Linked DNA regions of Hordeum vulgare: region 1 is linked to region 2. A link is a contact called in public Hi-C data. All regions are on one chromosome and are shown on one strand. The core of a region is the stretch at or near the end of the contact, and the rest is flanking DNA. Distances in the headings are between cores, read along the strand shown.

Evidence for each region. A called contact is a pair of places that touch in the nucleus more often than the background predicts.
Region 1: a Hi-C map of leaf shows a contact between it and region 2, with 4 times the contacts expected there. The contact joins the promoter of LOC123412512 here to the promoter of LOC123411833 in region 2. A contact is called at or near these places in 2 of 6 Hi-C or Micro-C datasets (leaf and seedling) and 1 of 1 datasets of contacts at active chromatin or transcription factors (embryo).

What each region holds. Positions count from the first base shown.
Region 1 is chr7H:569,791,034-569,797,269 of MorexV3_pseudomolecules_assembly, reverse strand. It overlaps LOC123412512 (probable LRR receptor-like serine/threonine-protein kinase At2g23950), which reads right to left and starts at 4,520. Exons shown (of 11, transcript XM_045105467.1): 1 at 4,274-4,520; 2 at 4,042-4,174; 3 at 3,877-3,948; 4 at 3,630-3,773; 5 at 3,461-3,532; 6 at 3,302-3,361; 7 at 3,069-3,178; 8 at 2,686-2,814; 9 at 2,234-2,584; 10 at 771-1,162; 11 at 1-658. The coding sequence starts at 4,382. The coding sequence ends at 296.
Region 2 is chr7H:569,574,413-569,581,014 of MorexV3_pseudomolecules_assembly, reverse strand. LOC123411833 (pentatricopeptide repeat-containing protein At4g17616) reads right to left here and starts at 1,850. Exons shown (of 4, transcript XM_045104788.1): 1 at 1,614-1,850; 2 at 902-1,050; 3 at 1-795. The coding sequence starts at 979.

The sequences.
Region 1 (6,236 bases), core at 3,271-5,770, 210 kb before region 2:
TTGTTATCAGATCTCGATGCTTGTGTGCGGAAACAGATTTCCGTAAAAGATAATCCAATCCCCACATCTTGAATTTTCTTTACATTTTTCTAGAGAAAACGAACGCTTGTTCAGAAGCTACACATCTTCGTTGTCTAGAACTGAACATCTTATAGTACTCACTATGAAACTACTACTAGCTAGCAACAAATCCAATCCCCATCCCTTCCCCTACCCCTGTATCGCTTTCTTTTCTCTTGAGAAGTGCTCTGAATCTGGCTGATCTACTATCCTTTCTGACCATGCAAATGCAATGCTACCTCGGCCCTGACAGCTCCATCTCCTCCGCCATGTCCAAGGACCGCGCCTCGTCGCTGCCGAGGCTGCTGCCATTGTCATGGCAGTCGTTGAAGGAGCCCCACCCGCTGGGGTCGTTGCGGTGGTCGTCGTGGCCAAGGCCGTCGTGTGGCGGCCGGTTGTTGGCCTCCCATTTGTCGGCGAGGCCGTCGCCTTCGAGCATCCGCAGCACCTCCGCCATCCTTGGGCGGTGAGACGGCTGGAACTGGGTGCAGAGCAGGGCGACCTGCACCATCTCGGCCACCTCGATCCTGTCGTAGTGAGGACCCAGCTCCTGGTCGACCAGCAAGTCCAGCATCTTCTCCTGGTGCACCTTCCTCACCTTTTGAAGTTTGAACAGAGCAAATATGTACATCAGATAGTAGGAAATGCTTCAAGAGATGAATGATACATATATGAAAAATGAAATGCATCATAGTAGAGAGAGTACGTACCCAGTCAAGCATGACGCCTTTGTGGGTGAGGTTGAGGCCGGAGCCCTTGCCGACCTCGAGCGCGCGCTGGCCGGTGACGAGCTCGAGGAGCAGGACGCCGAAGCCGAAGACGTCCGTCTTGTCGGAGGACTGGCCCGTGGAGAGGTACTCGGGGGCGATGTGGCCGACGGTGCCGCGCACGGCCGTGGTGACGTGCGAGTCGCCGTGGTCGAGCAGCTTGGCGAGGCCGAAGTCGCCGACGACGGCCTCGTGGTGCTCGTCCAGCAGCACGTTGGCGGCCTTGACGTCCCGGTGGATGATCTTGGGGTCGCACTGCTCGTGCAGGTACAGCAGCCCCCGCGCCGCCCCCACCGCGATCCGCTTCCGCGTCTGCCACTCCAGCGCCGGCTTCCCTGCTTGCAACAAACACCAAACATGCATGCATGTAAATGTACGTGCAGTTGAAGTACGATCGGTCGAGATGCCAAGGCCAAAACATACTCCCTCCATTCCTAAATATAAGTCATTCTAGGGATTCTACTAAAGGACTACATACAAATGTATATAGACATATTTTAAAGTGTAGATTCATTTATTTTGCTTTGTATGTAGTCATCTAGTGAAATCTCTTAAAAGACTTATATTTAGGAACGAAGGGAGTACATAGAAGAGGAAACTACGTACGGCGCACATACATACGAATACGATTGGTACACAACACACAAGACTACAAGGGTCCTGTGTCTTTGGACCAGCACCTGCGTACGTACGTATAGGTACAAGCCCATGTATCGTATCGGAATGCTGGGTGGGTCCAAGCCAAGGGGTACCAGCTACAGTGGTGGCTACTGGTACTGTGGTAAATAATGCAAGTTGCAACAGCGACCAGACACGAGCTCGTACCACCTGTGTGCCCTGCACTCGCTGTCGCAGCTGCAGCAATGCCGGAAGGAAGCATGAAACAAAACGTAATCCTCGGCTGCACGCCCTGCACCCTACTAGTACAGTATGTCTACGCCTCCGTGTGGGACCACGTATTCATGTTCATGATGTGGGATACGACTGCGTATCGATCGCCTGTGAACCGACCGGGCAGCATTCCTAGCCGCACCCTGGCGCCCGTGCCCAGCCGTAAGTGGCTATTATAATGGGCAGTGGAGTAACTGTAGTGTGACTGGAGCACCGCTCCGGCGGTCGTCGTGGCAGCGGTGAAGGATGCGGACAAAACGTGAGCGCGGTGGCCTGTCTCGCCTGAGCGGTGCTCTGCGTCGGCGGGCCACGGCCGGCAGCGACAAGTACAGTACAGGGCGCGGTGGGCGCGACCACGCCTGAGGCACTGACTGGACTGGGCTGGGCGGACTACGGCCTCCCATCCCATGCATGCATGCATGCACGGCTCCTGCACTGCATGGTCCCCTGCCCGCATGGCACCAACGCAACGTAACGTAAGGACGTAACCATGTCACGCACGCACGTATACGTACCTCTTAGGCGGGCGGCGACGCTGCCGTTGGGCATGAAGGGGTAGACGAGGAGGCGGTCGCCGGAGGCGGCGGCGCAGAAGCCGAGGAGGCGGAGCAGGTGGCGGTGGACGGCGAGGCTGATCATCTCCACCTCCGTGCGGAACTGCGCCTCCCCGGACGCGCCGCTGGGGTCCTTGAGCCGCTTCACGGCCACCGCCGTGCCGTCCGCCAGCCGTCCCCGGTACACGTCCCCGAACCCGCCCCTCCCCAGGATGTTCCTCCCGCTGAACCCGTCCGTCGCCGCGTGCAGCTCCCGCAGCCCGAACTGCCGCACGTTCCCCAGCCGCGCCGCCACCTCGCCGCCGCCTTGCTCTGCATCCACATCCAATCCACATGATGGTACTATTACAATCAACGTACGTAGGCGTGACAGAGGTGGAGGAGGAGGATCGTCGTCGACGACGGCGGTTTACCGAGGAGGAGGGATGGGCAGCGTTGCCGGCGCCGGCGCCTCCAAAGAAGACATGACACGGCGAAAAGCACAAGGGCGGAGGCGCCCAGGCCTGCCCCTGCTCCCACTGCGCCAGCCTTTGACCTGGTCCCTGCAGCACAGGAATCCAAAATTACAAACGTTGATGATCCCCAGCTGTTGTCCCCACAGGACCGGAGGAGACGACGTCGGTCTGCTCCCAGTCGCGCGCTACAGGGCAAAGGAAGGAAAGTGGGGCGGAAAGGAACGGAAGAGAGAGCTCTCGCTCTCGCTCTCCCACCACGCACTCCGAGAAAGCAAAGCAGAAAGCAACCACGACTAGACACAGACAGGAGTACTAGCGATAGCAATGGATAGGGTGCTCACTGCTGCTGGGAGTGGGCGTGGATTCCAGCGGGAATGGCCCGGTGGCCGGCGCCAGCAGCGCGGCGGCGCAGTCCCCGCGGCTCCCGCAGATCATCGGATTGCCCACGATGCTGCACGTACACCAAGACACAAATCTGGTTAGTTAACACGATAATACTCCGTACTACAGTGGTGATTGGTCTGCGTGACTGGCAATTCGAATTGAATAACAAGAGTGAGTAGTGCAAGCATACTTGAAGGTTCTGGTGGGGAAGAACGGGACGGGGCCGGAGAGGTTGTTGTAGGACAAGTCCCTGCAGGCAGCAACGAACGGGCATCGGGTCATGGATTAAATTCAACCAATGAAAAAGATCAATGGAGAAGAAACGCAAAATGGTGCTAGTAGAGCTTACAGGAATGAGAGCTGTGGGATGCTGGCCAGCGACGCGGGGAACGGCCCCGACAAGCTGTTGTTGTTCAGCCTCCTGCGCCCAAAAACAGCTTAACTGTTCAACAATCCATGAAGTAGGGGTAACAGTGGCGAGGAGTATGGTAATGCTTTTTTTTGGGTGGCTCACTCACAGGTACCGGAGCTTGGACAGGTGCCCCAGCGTGTCGGGCACGCGGCCGGAGAAGCGGTTGTTGGAGAGGTCCAGCGTCTGGAGCCTCGGCAGCGCGCCCAGCTCCGGCGGCAGCCGCCCCGTGATGTTGTTGTTCTGCAGCAGCCTGAAAATTGCTCGCAATCCGTCCGTCAGCGTCTCTGAACTCTAAAGCGAGCACAAGCAAGCAAGAAGCAATGGATGGAGGTTTTGTCTGGACGGTTACTCACACTTGCTCGAGATTAGTGAGGTTGGCGATCCGTCCGGACAGCGTCCCCGACAAGCCCTGGCTCGGCGCTCCCCTGAAACGCGGCCGGCCGAGATCGGTTAATGGAGCTGTAACTAGGAAGGAAGAGGATACGCCGGACAGGGAGAGCTGGTACTGAGCTTCTTACAGGCCAATGACGAGGTTGTGTGGGGAGCAGGTGATCATGGCCCAGCTGCAGGGGTCGACGGAGTCCTCGTCCCAGTTGCTCAGCACGCCGTGCGAGTCCACCAGCCCCTGCTTGATGGCCACCAGCGCCATCACTGCACGTCAACCCGCAACGCAACGGGTGATTAAATTAAGAGACCAACCACGACGGCGATAAGCGGCAGCAAGAAGTGCAGGGTGAAGAGCGCACGTACCTTCGGCATTGAGGGGCTCCGACGAGAATGCGAGGAAGGGGGCGGCGCAGAGGAGGAGGAGGACGACGGCGACGGGGAGGAGCGGGGGGTCAGAGACAGAGGAGGCCATTGGAGCGGTGGGGGGAATGATGGTGGCGAGAGGCGCCCGAGGCGAGGCGAGGGGGAGAGTGAGAAAAGCGTGGGAGCGGAGAGAGCAGAGAGCAGAGATGATGGGGGTGGCTTCGCTTTGCTTTGCTTTGCGTCGCTGCTTTTTCTCGTCTCGTGTCGTGGGGAAAGAAGAAAGAAAAGGCTGCATGCATGCCATGGCATCTTTCGAAAATCGATGGGAGGAAAACGATCATGGCGTGGAAACTGACGGGTGGGCGCCAGGGATGCCGGCTGATTGCTCTGCTTTGGAGCTTGTGCATTTCCGTTCTGGTACCTCGGGTGTTTGGGGGCTGAAAACGAACCTTGTCTTGTTCTTTTTCCTTGTTGGGCATAGTGGTGGTGTGTGAGATGAGGTACTGAGCTAGTCATGACTCATGAGTGCCTGCTCAGGAGGATGAGTGGAGTGGATATGTGGATAAAACAAGACCATGTCATGGAAAATACATTTTGGTTTCGAGTTGTATATGCACCTCATATAAAAAAATTATTAGTTAAATAAAAAGTCAAAATAGTTTTAAAATGTCTTTGACTAAAGTTAACTTTGTTTTGCACTCGTATCAAAAATTTCATGGAAAAAACCAACATTGACTTTTGGGAAAAAAGGTAAAATTTATTTGCTATTATAGGTCACGATTCACACTATTTCAACCAAAAAATTGTCTTTTTTGAAAAGACCTCAACGTGTAATTTTCTTTTTATGGAATTTTTCTTACAAGTACAATGAAAGATAATAAAAAAACTAAAAATATTTTCAGAATTTTTTAACTTTTTATTGAATTGCTATTTTTTTACATATACCATGTATATACATCCAGGAATCAAACGTTCTCGTCCACCATTTCATGGTGAAGAGAGGGTAGATGCTGTAATGGTGCTTGTAATTTTGTCCATGCATGTCATGTACATTCACACAAGTTAGACTAACTCGTGTTTATCATATGATCTCATAAAGTCATAAGCATATTTAATTACCGAAACCAGACCATAAATACCAACATAAGACCATGTAGACAACGCCTTCAACAAGGTAACGCCCCAACTTTCTCGCTTCAGAGCCCCGGGAAAAAAAGTCAAGACAGGAGCTTTCACAAAGAATATGTACCGGTCTTCCAATCAACCTCTTAATGATGGAACATTCAATAGTCACATCTCCTAGTACTCCATGCCACAACCAAATGGTGTAACAACACCCCATCTCCCGTCCTCCAAAAAAACATTTTCACATTATTTTCTTCTTCCACGTCATCATGGCACCATAGCATTCTACTTCCTTCGTCCCAAAATAAGTGTCTTCATCTTAGTATAACTTTGTACTAGAGCTAGTACAAAGTTGAGACAGTTATTTTGGAGCGGAGGGAGTATTAATTAAACATGGTCATGATAGTTGCAATAATATTTTAATTTAGCAAACTCTAATTAATATTTCCATTATTTATAGTATCCATTTTATACCACTTCCTAGACCTTTTTGCCCATCAATATCATGACTTACTCCCATATTTTGCACATGGTGATCTTTACTCAACAGAATGGAACCATAAGATTTCGGTAATGTTAATAAGCAGACATAAGATTTCTAACCATGGCAAATTTAATGTTAATAATCATAGAATAAAATGAAGTGAACTCAAACGTCGGATTTTTAACCATGGCAAATATGGCAAATGTTTGTCATGCTTGCTAAAGGTAATTGCCATCGTCACGACAACTAAATTTGCCTTGAAAAGTGTTTGATTTGCCATGCTCAAAGACATTCAGTTTGTAGGGAAGTCTTATTTTTTTTGGAATTTTAGACCACTCCTATATTGCACCCTTC
Region 2 (6,602 bases), core at 601-3,100:
GAGTGGCAAAGAGGAGAAAGAATCGATGCTTCCTTTCATGGTCATCAACTCATCTCGCTGCCCAACCATTTCACAGACACGGCTAGCGACCGCCATTGTATTTACATCGGCCACAACCCCGACCAATGACATCAGTTCCATTATTTTCTGGGCTCTGATGATGCATTTGAAGTTAACACAAGACTCCAAAATCATATTGAACAAGGTGACATTGTTCTTGATTGGGTCCAATTTTTTCAGCTGTCGCCTATCTGAAATTTGATCCAAGAAACACTCACAGGTCTGAGCCAGAACATCAGCCGCAAGATAGGATCCTACTTGTGACTTCAACATGTGCAAAAACACCATGTTCAACATATCAGCATCAGGAAGCTTGCCGCTCTCCAGTATGATCCTCAGGACCGCAGAGGCAGGGACAGGCATCTGATCTCTTGCAAGTGCCAAAGCTAGCCTCATCAGCGAGCTAGAGTTGAGAAGATTGGTGTTACACTGATAAACTGAGAGAACCAAGTCATAGGCTCTCTGAAGCCACCTCCGACTAGATGTGTAGGACAGCGACACAATGATACCATTCAATACCCTTGGCTCGGGAAGGCCGTGCAGGCTTTTATAATTGCCAAATGCTCGCAGCGCCTCGTCAACATTGCCATCTTTGAAAGCAACATCGATTGTCCTCAGTAGAGTTTCACGGGATGGCGCTTCCCATGGCAGAATCGTGCTGGCAGTTGTGCTCGTGGAAAGATACTGTGCAGCTAGAACGCGAAGCCTCCTCCATGGGCCACCGCCGCAATTGGCCTAGGACAAGTGCAAAACCATCAGTAGTTAACTGAGAACAAGAGAGACTATGGAACCCAATTACTACACTTGAATTGTACATTAATCACCCAGGTATTTCTCTTACAGTGAAGGCAGCTCCGGCAGCACAAGAAAAGGATGTCAGACTGCAGCAATGGCGGCACGCCTGGAGCAAGATCCTCATTGCTTCAATCAAGCATAGCCATCAAGCTTGGAAGAAGAAGCGCAGGAATACGAAGTGATGAACTTATGCAACTACACAAACACAGAATGGAACATTAAAACCAGTGGCGGATCTAGGATTTGAAACCAGGGTGGTCCTAAACTTTTTTTGGCCAACAAACATGACATGTGATTATATGAACATTCGAAGTAGTTACCAATATATACCACATAGAAATAGATCAATATATGGTCTTATAATCTTACTAAAATTTCCAGTTTTACATAACAGAGTACATACGTTGAGAAGTTAAAGAAGACTATGTTTCCGGCCTACGCTTTTGCATGATCATGAAAATGTCAATTATATCTCTGGTTTGTTCTTCGGCAACAACCCGCATGGCCCCTTCCTTCTTCCCTATCTTCAAAGCATGTCTATCTATGAAAAAGAGAGGCATTGTCTCTGGTCCTCTTCATTCTTGAACAAAATTACTTTCTATCAATAAGGCTAGTTGAGGAAGAAATGATGTCCAAATTTATGTGTGTGTTCGGTTCATGTCATGAACTTCATGTTCATGTACTGGATAGCATAGCACGGCAAGAAAGTAAACCTTAAATGGCCAAATAAGAAATTGGGGAATGAATAAATTGGGTACCTTAAATCAGGCTAACTGGGGCAGGGTTGCTGACCTGCTGCTGGTCGAGTGCCGGCCTGGTGACCAGGCGGCTGCCGCCCGCCTTGCAGGGGAGCCAGACGACCGTGGCAGGGCAGGGTCGCAGCTCGCAGAGGGGCGCCGCTGCCGCCGAGGACCTAGCGGGCAGGAAGGAGAGGAAGGGTCCTCCTGCGTGTCTGGGCTCCGGCCGGCGACCGGCGAAGGCAGCGAGCCGGCGAGGCAGCGCCGCGGCGGGGATGGGGCGGCTCAGTGGCTGGGGAGTCGGCCGTCAGGGACGGGAAGAACAAGGCTGGATGGATCGAAGTGTGTCTGTGCGGCTGCGTGCGATAGGTCCAATATGAAGTTGGGCTGCTTCTTTTTCTCTGGCCCATCTAAATATGCATAGGTAAAGGATGTCCAGTTTCTCAAAAAAAAAAGAGTAAAGGATGCCCGGAATTGGTGAGGAATGAAACAAAGCAAATTCTGGAGGTGTCACTTTCTGAAAAATATCTTGGCTTGCCTAGTGATGTTCGTAACTCAAAGAACGGCGCATGTAAATATCTAAAGGATTGGGTATGGAATAAGGTAAAAGGATGGATGAAAAAGTTGTTGTTAGGAGGAGGGAAAGATGTTCTAGTCAAGTCAGTAGCTCAAGCCGTGTGGGTATATTTCTATGTCCCGTTTCAAACTTCCTAGAGGACTATGCCATTACATCAACATGTTAATCAGGAAGTTTTGATGGGGAAGTAAGGAAGGAAAGATAAAAGTTAGTTGGGTTTCTTGGAAAGAGATGGCGTAACCGAGATAGTACATGGATGGTTTGGGGTCCCGAGATATTGAGCTATTTAATTTAATCTAGTCTTGCTAGCCCGTCAAGCATGGCGTGTTCTCTCGGACTCAAATTCACTAAGTGCAAGAATATTGAAAGCAAGGTACTTCCCTAACGAGGAGTTTCTGGAAGCAGAGTTGGGTAGCTCTCTTTCTCAAATGTGTGCAATATATGAAGGGAAGGATATACTTGCACATGGTATAATACAAATAATTGGTAATGATGCGGATACCCACATATGGCGAGATAAATGGCTCCCACGAGAGTTCAATATGAGGCCAATTGCAAGCCTAGTACCGAACCCACCCCAACTTCTCAAGGATTTGATCGTGCCTAATACCGGTGAATGGAACAACAATCTGGTTAGGACTATTTGTTGCTTTTGATGCGGATGCCATCTTATCAATACCATTGTTAGAGTTGTGTCGAATATTCTTGTACAAGGTAGGTTACAGTTGGACTTTGAGTAGTATTGTGTTTAGACAGGATATGGAGTCGTGTCCTGATAGGACACTTGTATCCTAGGCCTCTCATATATAGCGGGGTAGACACACGTTGTAACCTATGCCAACATAATAGCACAGGTACGCGGGGGAGCCGGCGGCGTGTGCCGGCGCCCGAGCGGCCGGGGGTGAGGTATTGTGACGGTGTCATGGGGAGGAGCGCCCGTAGTCAGGCCCTGGGGATGTAGCCAAGATGGTGAACCTCGTTAACAAATCTTGGTGTCGTGCTTGTGTGATTGCTTGATCCTCGGTAGATCGATGGAGAGCTTCGGATTTATTCTAACAAGTGGTATCATGAGCAAGGTTTCAAGAGGCTGTGGATAGTTGATCTAGAGAAAGAGCCGGAAGAAATCATCGAAGAAATCATGGATGCGGAGCTGTGTCGGTGTTTGATCAAGGAAGCAGCAGGGCGTCGTTTTGATGGATTAGATCGCAGTGCGAGAAATCTAGGAACATGATGACAAGTCGATGGAAGGTTTCACGGCCGTAATAGCAATCGGAAGCATGCAGAAGCAGCAGATGGATCAGCAGAGGCGGCGGCGTGGTGCAACGCGTATGACAGGGATGCAGAAGCGGGGCAGCGGTTGTTGTTTCCAGGCGTGGCTCGACGTGAGGCCCAGCCTGGACTTGTCAGGCGGCCGGCACGAGACGAGAGTGGTCTGGTCCATGCAAGCAAGGCTTGGCAGCAGCACAAAGCAGGCCGCGTTGGAGGCTGATGTGCACGCGCGTGAGGTTGGACCGGCTGCTGCATGCATGCTGACTGATGTGGCGGCGATCACGAGCTTTGTTGGAAAAAAGAAGGAAGCGTCTGAAATCATGGATGTGCATTGAAAGATGGTGTTGTCCATCGTGAGCAAAGAGAGGAAGAGGCAAATCAGTCTAGAGGCTACAAGTATGCATGGAAAGGTGGAGTTTTGAATCTCTATGACCGTGTGCATATGTGAAGGCTACAACGGGGATTTCCTCATTGACTCTTTGCTTGGTACACACACAGTTTACGTACGGGTGGCAGTGGTTGTACGCTGCAATGAATAAAGACGCAGAGTCGCAATCCATGGGAGATCAATTTCAATTGCGGTTGGTTGATTGTGTAGCGGAATGACAAATTGATCGAGGATGGCGACGTGCGTACAAGGCTCGGGTGAAGTCTTGAGCGTGTCGTGACACGGATCATGCATACACATGGCGTTAAGCAATGCACGGATGTGTGAGGCGGACATGACGCAGGGTGGAGCATGGTTGCAGTCGGATATTTTTCGACTGGGTCGGACTGGACTGTCTGATGGATCGATGAGGATGTCGGTCAAAGCAGAAGACGGCGGTGATTTCAGCGACGACGACATAGGAGCGTGATGCTGATGGTGGCCAACTTCTGGGGCGTGGAAACACGTGGTGCAAGCATGAGGGCTTGTGCGGCTGACTATGACGCAGGGTTGATTCAAGGCAGTGCACACATGAGAGCTTGAAGTCGACAGGGCGCGAGGTAGCACGGCCAGCTACATGGAGTCATGTTGAAGGTGGAGCTGGAGTCTAGCGGAAGACTTCACTCTGTGCTGATGGAGGGGCTACGACGTAAATGCATGGAGAGTCGAAGCCTATTTCAGCGGATAGCGAGAGACACGTGGATCGGACTGGGTACCAGTGGTCTGATGGAGACGTGATACTCGGCATCGGTCGGTGATGATCGGTCGTTCTCTAAAGTGGGGGTTGAGGCAGTGTGGGCTAGCTACCCGGGAGACTCGACCAGGACAGTAGAGGCTCGACGCGGTGATAGCGGCGAGGCGTGCGATAAGCACGGGACACAGCGACAGACCAAGGCACTGATGGTCAGACATGTGGTCAAAAAAATTGTGCAAAGGGTGCTGAAGCAGTGTTGGCGAGTATCGGATTCAAGTTGGTGACTGGGTCTATCGGTGCTAGTTGATGGACAGGAGTTGACCATGGAGAATCTGAGAAAGTGTCGAAAAGTCTGAAATTGTCAAAAACGGAGAGAGTACATGGTCGTATATTCTGTGGTGTTCAGTGCACATGGCAAAGTGCGGATGACAAGTACAGAAGGAGGCAGAGTGCTACAGCTGTGTGACATGTCCGAGACTATCCGGAAAAAGGGTGAGACAACTGCGAATTTGACTCAGGGTGACACAAGGCGACGGTGAAATTCCTTTAAGTTTCAGACAGACGGTCAAGAAAGAGCGAGGATGTTGAGTTCAGGTAACTCTTATACGTGGCATACAATATGTAGGTTGTTCACTTTCATGCAGGTCAGTGATCAGTGTGTGACGGCGTTGAATGGATACTCCGGAAGTTGGAAGCACAAAGTAGAGTAATAAGGAACTTAACTTTGCTCGAGGGTTGACTGTGAAGAAGACGAGAAGGGACTACAGTTGCAGGTGGAGTCACATGGAGTCTGGGAGTAGCAGTGGTGCTCATGGCGTATCTCAAGTCCAATGTACGTGGAAGTTTGACGCATTGATGAATTCAAGGTGGTGGAGAATATTTGCCAAGGTGGAGTTTGTTAGAGTTGTGTCGAATATTCTTGTACAAGGTAGGTTACAGTTGGACTCTGAGTAGTATTGTGTTTAGACAGGATATGGAGTCGTGTCCTGATAGGACACTTGTATCCTAGGCCTCTCATATATAGCGGGGTAGACACACGATGTAACATATGCCAATATAATAGCACAGGTACGCGGGGAAGCCAGCGGCGTGTGCCGGCGCCCGGGCGGCCGGGGGTGAGGTATTGTGACGGTGTCATGGGGAGGAGCGCCCGTAGTCAGGCCCCGGGGATATAGCCAAGATGGTGAACCTCGTTAACAAACCTCGGTGTTGTGCTTGTGTGATTGCTTGATCCTCGGTAGATCGACGGAGAGCCTTGGATTTATTCTAACAACCATTATATGTAGCAGACCGGTGGTTTAATTTTGGGCTTGGGCTCATGACCTAAAAGGTGTACTCGGCGTGTCCTCGGCCTACAGAATGTTGTCTCAACAAAGTACCACATAGAGGCATGGTTTGAGGGGCGAGGAGATACATCCAACTCCGAAGGTTCACAACAAGCATGGAGTAATAGTGCAAGCACAATCAAAGATAAAAAAATTCTATGGCGCCTAGCTCAACATTCTATTCCATTAGTCGATCTACTCCATCACCGAAAAGGGCCAATAGCAGTAATTGTCGGTTGTGTGGGAGGAAGGATTCTTGGTGCTATGCTTTACTGGAATGCACTTATTCTCGTTATGTGTGGGCAATGGATGATCAAGATCTAGTGACGGTAATTTCTGAAACAACGGAACTGAATGCGAGGCGGTGAATCTTATTTTTCGTGGAACTGCTCCAGCATGAAGCGTTCGTCCATGTTCTTGTCACGCTCTAGGCCATATGGCATGCCAAACTGAAGGCGATACACATGAACAAGATTTGCAAAGCCCTGCTAACACCCGTGCTTTTGTTGACATATATATATATATATATATATATATATATATATATATATATATATATATATATATATATATATATATATATATATATATATAACGAAGACATCTTCCTGCAAACAGCCCCATGCTTGTCAGGTCATCCATGTACCAGTCGTTGCCCACTGGGTTCCCCCCCCCCCCCCACCTACTTTTGTGAAGCTCAAGGTTGATGGCGTCGTGT